Linked DNA regions of Sus scrofa: all the other regions are linked to region 2. A link is a contact called in public Hi-C and HiChIP or PLAC-seq data. All regions are on one chromosome and are shown on one strand. Each heading gives the region's core, a stretch centred on a gene start, on an enhancer-like site or on the middle of the called end of the contact. The rest is flanking DNA. Distances are from core to core; before and after follow the strand shown.

Region 1 (3,310 bases), core at 407-2,906, 200 kb before region 2:
TGCTGCTGAGTCCACTGCAGGGGGGCAAAAGGATGGATGGGCTAGGGAGCCAGAGTCTTGGGTGCTTTTGCCACATCCAGGGTTATCAGTTTCATGGATGCTGCTGCTGTGGGCAAAGGAGCCAGAGTCACTTGTGCCTCCGTGACTGGAGGATGACATTGCAGGCCTGTTGTTGCCTGGTTCCCTGTAGCCTTAACCACTGCTTTGGCCAAGAACCCAGAGTCACATACATCACCTATTCTGCTGCTACCACCAGGTTTTCTGAGGTGGTGGGCTCACCTGTTGTGTCTGGGGATCAGGATTGCACGCACTGCCTCCACTGTTTTTCTCATTCTGCCTCCTCTGTGTTTTAGTCCATCCACCTTTATGTACAGGTGCGTGGAATTCTCTAGAACCTTGGTGTATTGGGAGAGACATTTTTTGTTGAGTTACGGATTTTTACTGCTTTTGGATTGAAGGGAAGAAACAAATGGAGCTTCTCACACTGCTATGATGCTGACTTCACTCTCTGACTTTTTTTAACTAAATTGGTCAGAATTTAAGTATTGCATCTAGATAATTTATATATATATATAATGTATAGGCAATTTTACACACACACATATATATAAATTTGGCCGCATCCATGGCATGCAGAAGTTCGTAGGCCAGGGATCAAACACACACCACAGCATTGATTCAAGCTACTTCAGTGACAATGCCAGATTTTTAACCCATAGCACCATAAGAGAACTCCCTATTTTATACACACAGACAGTTGTTTTTTTTTTTTTTTTTTTTTTTTTTTTTGGATACCTGCAGCATATGGAAATTCCCAGGCCAGGGATCTAATCTGAGCCGCAGTTGCAACATGCACCACAGCTGTGGCAACACTGGATCCTTAACCCAGTATGCCAGGCTGGGGATCAAACCCATGCCTCAGCAATGACCCAAGTCACTGCAGTCAGGTTCTTAACCCACTGTGCCACAGCAGGAACTCCTTACATATTTTTAATATAGAACATGACTGACTTTTTTGGGGTTATAGGAGGCTTTTGTTCTATATTTGTACTTATCATTTAGATATAAACTGTAGAAATAACTGAATCATTTTTATAGCCCTTCCTCATTTGTTTCCCCTGTTACTCATTTCTTTCCAATTCATTCTTTACATTAATTCCAGAAATGATTTTTCCAAAAGCGCAACTTTGATCATTCATTTTCCCATTCTAGTAAAACAAAATAAAGTAATATTTTTATTTACCATAACCTACCAAATACAAAGAGCACTACTGACTCCATTCTATTCATGCTTTATTTCCCACTAGACTTTGTGTACCCTACTCTCCCACCAAACCAAAATTCTCAGTCTACCCAAGTATTCCCAATCCTTTGCTCATTCCATTCTCCTGCCTATATCCACCTTGTTCAGATATCACACCACTTTTTAGCCCTGTTTCTGTTCCTTAAAGGTGAGTGATTCCTATTTTGGTGAACTTAGAGCTCTTTTCTGTGTGCCTTTTTCTATTTGTATTACAGTTATACATGTACATGATTCATTCCCTTTAACGTAAACTTCTTGAGAGGCTTTTTGGGTCATGTTTTAATCTATCTTGAATCCTTCGCAACATTACTACTCACAGTGTGGTTGTTTTGGACCAGCCACTGGTCTTAAGAATTTGTCACTGGCCCAGGACAAGATAAAAGGCTGGCATCAGAGTATAAGTCAGTTGTGTCACTATGCACAATGGTTCAGCTGACTGAACTGTTTATTTATGAAACAAGACTTTGTTATAGAAGGAAATGTGTTCATTTATATTCTGGTACAAACATCCTAGCAGATTGGTGCTTTAAGCAGCATTACTTTTACTACCTAAGAAAAAAGCAGGTTCCTAATAAATGAGTCACAAGATATTTGTTCCTGTCAGTTGTTATATAATTACACATATTTTTCTGTTTTCAAAATTCACTGATTATTACTTTGGCCTGGAAGGGTGAGTATTATACTAAATATTAAGAGGCAGTAGACTAATGTGTATTCAACCTAAAAGAAGGGCTAAAATTTCTAAGAATAATCTTAGAAGAGTCTTCTTAATTTATCCCATCAAGTTCAAATTTGAGTTATCTTAATAAAATGTTTCAGTTGACTTTTCATAGAGGGAAACCATGTGTTAACTTCCTAGAGACCAGAAATCTAATCTTCATTAGATCACAGGATAGAATTTGATTCCTAGAAATATACTTAAAAACTAAATAGGAAATTCCCAATTTTTCATGTTATTGCTATAGATATATTAAATACAGAAATATATATCAGTACATAGACTTGCATTACTTTTTATGGTCTTTATATGGCTGTCAGTAATGTAACTAGAAGTTGTATAAAGGAAGAAAAGGGAAGGAAAACTCAGTAACCTTTTTTTACAAAGTCATTGCGCCATGGATAGGGCAGTGGAGTAATGATAGATGATCTAACTAAATTGTGTTAAAAATCGTTTACAAGAGGGAGTTCCCATTGCAGCTCAGTGGTAACAAACGCAACTAATATACGTGAGCATACGGGTTCAATCCCTGAGCTTGCTCACTGAGCTGTGCTGTAGGTCGCAGGCATGGCTTAGATCCGGCATTGCTGTGGCTGTGATGTAGGTTGGTAGCTGCAGCTCCAGGGGCCCCTAGCCTGGGAACTTCCATATACCACAGGTGCAGCCTTAAAAAGAAAAAAAAAAATTGTTTTAGAAAGTATGAATATATGCCTCTGGGCATATAAAGTGAAGATTTAAACTAAATGTAATCATAAATGATGATGATATAATAATGTATGAAAATGGTGTGATAATCGTCACTAAGAAACAGAAAAAAAGAAGCAACTTAGAGAAATCCAGATCTTCCCAGTAAAAATATGTTGGACGACTTGTAGCCAGTACCAAATTAATTCAAGGAGATGGCTGTAAGTTTTGGAACCAGCCTAAACCCAACCATTTGTTTAGAATGTTTGCTATTTGTTTTAGGGTTTTCTGGTGGGAGAGGAGGCATTTGTTGAACCTATCTTTAGTTTTGAGGAATCTTGTTTTTTATCATTTTACTTGATTGTTAATTAAAATTTTGAGTAGTAGTAAACATACACATGGTTCAAAAATTCAAAATTATAGAAATATGTGCGGGGAAAAGTTTGGGTTTTTTGTGGTGGGTTTTTTCCTTTTCTTTTTTTTTTTTTTTTTTTTTAATCTTTTTGCCTTTTCTAGGGCTGCTTCCTGCGGAATATGGAGGTTCCCAGGCTAGGGGTCCAATCAGAGCTGTAGCCGCTGGCCTATACCAGAGCCACAGCAATGCA
Region 2 (3,122 bases), core at 130-2,629:
TTGAACCAAGAAACTTTGCTAATATATTCATGCTTTCATCACCCCCCCCCTTGGTGTGGTAGTTTATGTGTGTGCACACGCATACACACACACAGACACGCACACTTTAATTACTTGTATCTCTCTGGGATCACAGGGATAAGGATTTGAAAGATGTGTTTCCACAGACTTCATCCCTCCTGAAGGATTCAGTGACATGGAAATAGGCTCTTCTATTTCTTCTAAAACTGGGTGTAACTAGAACATATTCTAAAAATAATTGCCTCCCCCTCCCCTCCTAAGAAGCCAAAATAGCACATTTATTTTTTCCTACACCACCTACTCCTCTTTAAAAGATGTTTCATAAAATCTTAGTACTGAAAGGAACATGTAAGGGCCATCTGGGTGGTTCTTTTACTACTCGATCAAACATGATAAATGAAGTCAATAAAGACATATTTACTGTTGAATGAATGACCTAATTTTGTCAAACTCTCAACTTTTTCAATTAGCTTAAGCTTCTCACACTCTAGGTAAAAGCAAAAAACATGAAAACATACAGTCTTTTTTTTAAACACTCAAGAAGTTTGGGTATTTTTTTTTCAAAAGGTCAAGGAAATTGTGGAAGTACGGCCCACTGCTTGGTGCTAAACAAGGACTGATCTAAACAAGGACTGATCTAGAATATTTTCCCCATTTTAGCTGTCATAAACCCCAAGACATAAGTCTAAGATAAATTACTAGCAAAACACAGGGACATACTATCATTCCTTTTCAACCATGTCCTAAAAGGATCGACTTAAATGACTCAGAAGATTCAATTAACAAGATAATTGATTTATCTGCTTAATTGCGACTCCCTCTCAAGGCTACTTTCTGCTTAGCAGGACTGATTTATCCTGTGTTGTGTCTGTCTAAACATTACATTTAAGCAAGGTTTATCTCTAAATCAAAGACTAGATCCAATTTTTAAAACCTGAGATTGTATTTTGTTCTGTTTTGTTCCAAGAAAGAGAGCAATGAAAGACAAAAAGAGATGTGTGTGTGAAATGAGAGTAATTCAGCAGGTAAGAATTGCAAGAAAGAAAATATATTGCTCGGGATCGTTGTAATTTGGTTTGAAGGTCCCCGAGATGATGCAACTCCGGGATCATTCTTTGTTTCCTACCAATTTCAGGTTGCAAAAAGAAAGCAGCATCAAAAAACAGAAAGAAGCAAGTGTTGGGTAGTTTCAATAGGACTTGGCAGCTCCCCCTAACTGGGTTAAAACATGGTTCTGAGCACACTGCTAATAGTGTCAGTCACAAATAATAAGATTCTGCATGGTTTTAGTATCTGGGTCTGATTTCGGTTTATTCTGGGAACAAGCCAATCTGTCAGCCCTGGCAATAGGAAAGGAAAAACCAGCACTGCCTAATATTGCCACCTGCTGGCTGTTAGTGGAATCACATGCTCATTCCTTCTTGGAGAAACTTCCTGTTCTACCAAAACCAAAGACCAAAAACTCTCCAGATTAAAGGCAGACAGACATACAGGTCCACTCACCAAGGATATCCTAATTTTCAAAATCATAGGATTGATAAACTATTAGTAAGCCTTGCATTTATCCTTTTTCACCACCGTGTCACTGTATGATTTGTACCAACGAAGCCAAGCTGAGTGGTATTGCCAATCATTTACTGAGTGATAGGAAGATACGTGGTAGTTTTATAAGTTAAAATATTGCCATTTTTCCTCCTCTTGTAACAATCAAACTTCCAAAACATTCTTCATTGTGCCAAGAATCTATAACCACCCTGAAAAGGAAATAGGACAGAATTTTGAGATCCTGTGTGCCGGACTCAATTCCTAGAGATTGTAGGTAAGAGTTCACCACTGCTGACTTGGTTCTGATTCTTAAGAGGGCAAAGGTCTCTGCAACTATACCAACAATGGAAGTGACTTTTTTTTTTTTTTGAAAGTTAGAACGTTTTATTTGTTTTCAGTAAAATTGAAGGAGCATCTGGTTGGCTGAGTCATCATTGATAATAATTATTGATGATAGCTCATCATATGATTTTTTTTATTACTCAAATGAATTTATCACATCTGTGGTTGTATAATGATCGTAACAATCTGATTTCACAGGATTTCCATCCCACAACCCAAGCACATCCCCCCACCCCCCAAACTGTCTCCTCCGGAGACCGTAAGTTTTTCAATGTCTGTGAGTCAGCATCTGTTCTGCAAAGAAGTTCAGTCTGTCCTTTTTTCAGATTCCACAGGTCAGTGCAAACTGGAAGTGACTTCTTTTTTTTTTTTTTTTTTTTTTTTTTTGTCTTTTGTCTTTTTTGTTGTTGTTGCTATTTCTTGGGCTGCTCCCGCGGCATATGGAGGTTCCCAGGCTAGGGGTTGAATCGGAGCTGTAGCCACCGGCCTACGCCAGAGCCACAGCAACGCGGGATCCGAGCCGCGTCTGCAACCTACACCACAGCTCACGGCAACGCCGGATCCTTAACCCACTGAGCAAGGGCAGGGACCGAACCCGCAACCTCATGGTTCCTAGTCGGATTCGTTAACCACTGCGCCACGACGGGAACTCCTGGAAGTGACTTCTTATGTGAGTCTGAAATGCTGACCATTCGACGCCTGTTTTGGGAGGGTGTAGAAGTAGGAAGGAGACCGATACCAGGATTTAAAGGACATTGATCTTCTTCGCATGTGTCACCCTGGGCCAAGCAACAACGGAAACACAATAGGTGGCAAACCTCAGCTGCAACAGCAGGCATTGTTACAAAGTGGTGTTGAGATGCGGAAAAGACGACAGTCCAAAAGTTCCTGAGATTCTGGACCTTTGGGGAGAGAGGGTTTCATTTTCCATGGTGGACAGCGGAGGCTTGGGGTGTACATACAGCCTTCTCACAATGAAGGGAGATCCAAGAGGAGCTACAACAGGGGGCCGCAGGGCACACCTGCCTCTGCCAGCACGGATCCGAGGCCAGTGGTCACCTTCTCACAGGCCATGTACTGTATGCCAGGTAGCCCGAGGATCAAAGTGAAAAGGAAGAATAGTGCCTTCAAAGCAGCTTACAGTATTTGATGAGACGTATCACCTCCCCTTCTCTGCAGCATTTTCCTCCCACTGCTGGGAGTCCATGTTTTTT
Region 3 (2,898 bases), core at 111-2,610, 170 kb before region 2:
TCTTGGGATGAGAACTTTTAAGATCTATGCTATTAGCAACAGTATTGTTAACATCACCGGATGTACATTACGTCCTCATGATGTAATTATTTTGGAAGTCTGTACCTTTTGACCACCTTCACCCATTTTGGCCATTCCCCACCCCTTGCCTCTGGAAACCACCGATCTATTCTCTGTTTCTATGAATTTAGTTGTTATTTAATTTTATGTTTTAGATGCCATATATAGGTGAGGTCATATGGTATTTATTTTTCTCTGACTTAACTTCACTTTGCATAATGCCCTCAGGGTCCATCCATTTTGTTACATATGGCAAGGCTTCATTTTTTTTAAATGGCTGAGTAATATTCCATTGGATTTATATATAATCACATTTCCATTCATCCATTGATGAAGACTTAGGTTGCTTTCATATCTTGCCTGTTGTAAAAAAAGCTGCAGTGAACACGGGGGGTTCCTGTATCTTTTTGAGTAAGTGTTTTCGTTTTTTTTAGATAAATACCCAGAAGTGAAATTGTTGGAATTGGCAGTTCTATTGGCAGGAACCTCTAGACTGTTTTCCATAGTGGCTGCATCTATTTACATTCCCACCAGCAATGCACGGTGATTTTCTTTTCTCTCCGTCCTTGCTAACACTTGTTATTTCTTATCTTTTTGATGATAGCCCTTCTAACAGGCATGAGGTGGTATCTCACTGTGGTTTTGATTTGCATTCCCCTGATGATTAATGATGTTGAGAACCTTTTCAGGTACCTGTTGGCTATCTTCTGTCTTCTTTGGAAAAATGTCTGGATCCTCTGCCCATTTTTTAATTGAATTGTTTTTGCTACTCAGTTATATGAGTTCTTTATGTATTTTGGATATTAACCCCTTATCAGATACATGATTTGCAGATATTTTCTACAGTGTGGTAGGTTGTCTTTTTGACTAGTTTAGAAATAAGAAACATTTCTGTCTTTTGAGGAGAGAAGTTACACAAGGACAAAAGAAAATTACACATACAAAACTTGAGGGAAGTGGTAGGGGAAGAAGGGCTGCTTCTGAATGAGATGAGAGTGTTGGTAAGTGGAAAGAGGAAAAATGAGAGGAAATGTGAAGATTCAGGATTGAATGAATACATAATAGAAGAGGGATAATCGATAGGGCAAGATCTTGTGTTATTATAGCATCGACTCTATTTTTGTGTGGAAAATGTGTATATTAAAAGCATCCTAGAAATATGTTTGCTATTTGTCTATAGTAACATCTGAAAACACATTTGAAAGTGCTTTAGAATAGGCACTTAAAGAAAGGGCCAGATATTAAATATTGTAGGCTTTGTGGGTCACATGTGGTCTCTATTGCATATGCTTCTGCTTTTCTTCCTTTGCTTTCTTCTTTTTCCTTCCTCTTTAAAACTGTAAAATCATTCTTAGCTCATTTGCCATACTAAAAACAGGCCATTGGCCAGATTTGGCCTGTAGGTCATAGTTTGCTGACCCTTGCTTTAGAACTTAATTATCCTAATAGAACATTTGGTTCCACCACCCGACCAAAAAAAACCCTTTTCTCTCTCTCTCTCAATAAGTGAAGACAGAAATAGGTCTTTCTTTGAGAATAAAACATTTTAATACATTTGAATGTATATGACCCCTGACCATCATCACTCAGATTTGTGAAGATAGTCTGTTTCCTTCTCTGGACCATAATGGCAGGTGTAACAAATAATGTTTAACAGAACAAATAATGTTTAACAGAAATAATACTGCGTGACATCTGAAAACAGGATTATGAGAGGTGATACACCTTCTGCCCCTCTCTCCTCTCTTCTTCTCTCTCTCCACATACATTTGGAGCTCTAAGGTGCCGTGTAGTAATAGCTACCCTGAAGTTTCCGTGCTGAAAAGACCATGGGGAGATCACATAGACATAGGGAGAGATGTCTGAGGAAACCCAGCTGTTCCTGCCCCCAGCTATTTTAAGTCTTCCCAGAGCAGGCACCATGCATATGAATGAGCAAGTCCCAGATGATTTCAGTACCAGCTACCATCTGCTGCAAGCTCATGAGACACCCTAAGCAAGAAACTTAGTCAAGCCCCAGAACCATGAGAGACAATAGTAAAACTGTGGTTGTTGTTTTAAGCCAAAGTTTTAGGGTAATTTGTTACATAGCAATAGATAATCAGAAATGATTTTGAGACCTGGAAATGGAGTGTTATTAGAACAAAACCTAAGACATATGGCAGTGGCTTTGCAGCTGAGCTGCCTGCATACGTTGGAAGGGCCTTGAAGAGATTAACAGCAGAAATCTGATGGATCTTGAGGTTGTCAGTAGGGCTTAAAGGAAAGTGAGGAGAAAAGTTATTAAAGCTGGGGGAAAAGCCCTTGTATGATAATGTAGAAATACAAAATACACTTAACGAACTTATAGATAAGCCTGAACAGTTTTCAGGCTAAAGTTTTAAACTTTTACCTGGTTTAAAAGAGCTGATATGAAATACTAGTAATGATGAGCTAGAGAAGAAATTACTCCGTTTTCAAGCAAAATTTTGAGGAAATACATTAAGTCAAAACTTGCTGGGTTAGAAAATAAAACCCTTTTCCGACTGCCAGTCTCTTGCAGCAGCATATTCCCAAAGTAAGGAAAAGGGTCTCAGGACAAAATCAGATTCACATCTCTGTTATAAAAAGTTCTCAGGGTAAAGATGAAGCTAAAGATTTGATTGTGAAATCCTTTTTTAAGACACCAGAAGAGGGAAAAATTTGCAATTTAGGATACTCTACCCAGCAAAGTTATCATTTAGAATAGAAGAGATAATTTCTCAGATAAATAAAAACTTAATATGGCAATGCTAAACTTTTCTAAAGGAAATATTGAAAGGTCTTCTCTAAATAGAAAGGAAATAAGAGTCTTTAGGA

The links. A called contact is a pair of places that touch in the nucleus more often than the background predicts. HiChIP or PLAC-seq counts read pairs in DNA pulled down with a chosen protein or histone mark.
Region 1: a contact with region 2 is called in a Hi-C map of alveolar macrophages, with 4 times the contacts expected there. The contact joins two enhancer-like sites. A contact is called at or near these places in 1 of 5 promoter capture datasets (liver), 24 of 47 Hi-C or Micro-C datasets (adipocytes, alveolar macrophages, brain and 13 more) and 2 of 2 datasets of contacts at active chromatin or transcription factors (alveolar macrophages and skeletal muscle).
Region 3: an H3K27ac HiChIP or PLAC-seq map of alveolar macrophages shows a contact between it and region 2. The contact joins two enhancer-like sites. A contact is called at or near these places in 14 of 47 Hi-C or Micro-C datasets (embryonic fibroblasts, fetal heart ventricle, fetal skeletal muscle and 8 more) and 2 of 2 datasets of contacts at active chromatin or transcription factors (alveolar macrophages and skeletal muscle).

The regions. Positions count from the first base shown.
Region 1 is chr5:27,233,170-27,236,479 of Sscrofa11.1, forward strand. The region is part of intron 32 of MON2 (protein MON2 homolog); the gene reads left to right. Among named protein-coding and RNA genes, the nearest start is that of MIRLET7I, 18 kb to the right of the region's middle. Within about 2 kb of position 1,657, at least 7 of the 83 cell types and tissues checked have an H3K27ac peak or open chromatin away from gene starts, as enhancers often do. A contact at or near this core is called in alveolar macrophages, where this site is marked.
Region 2 is chr5:27,433,627-27,436,748 of Sscrofa11.1, forward strand. All of the region lies in intron 3 of PPM1H (protein phosphatase 1H), which reads right to left. Among named protein-coding and RNA genes, the nearest start is that of PPM1H, 140 kb to the right of the region's middle. Within about 2 kb of position 1,380, at least 18 of the 83 cell types and tissues checked have an H3K27ac peak or open chromatin away from gene starts, as enhancers often do. A contact at or near this core is called in alveolar macrophages, where this site is marked.
Region 3 is chr5:27,265,696-27,268,593 of Sscrofa11.1, forward strand. No RefSeq gene overlaps it. Among named protein-coding and RNA genes, the nearest start is that of MIRLET7I, 14 kb to the left of the region's middle. Within about 2 kb of position 1,361, at least 4 of the 83 cell types and tissues checked have an H3K27ac peak or open chromatin away from gene starts, as enhancers often do. A contact at or near this core is called in alveolar macrophages, where this site is marked.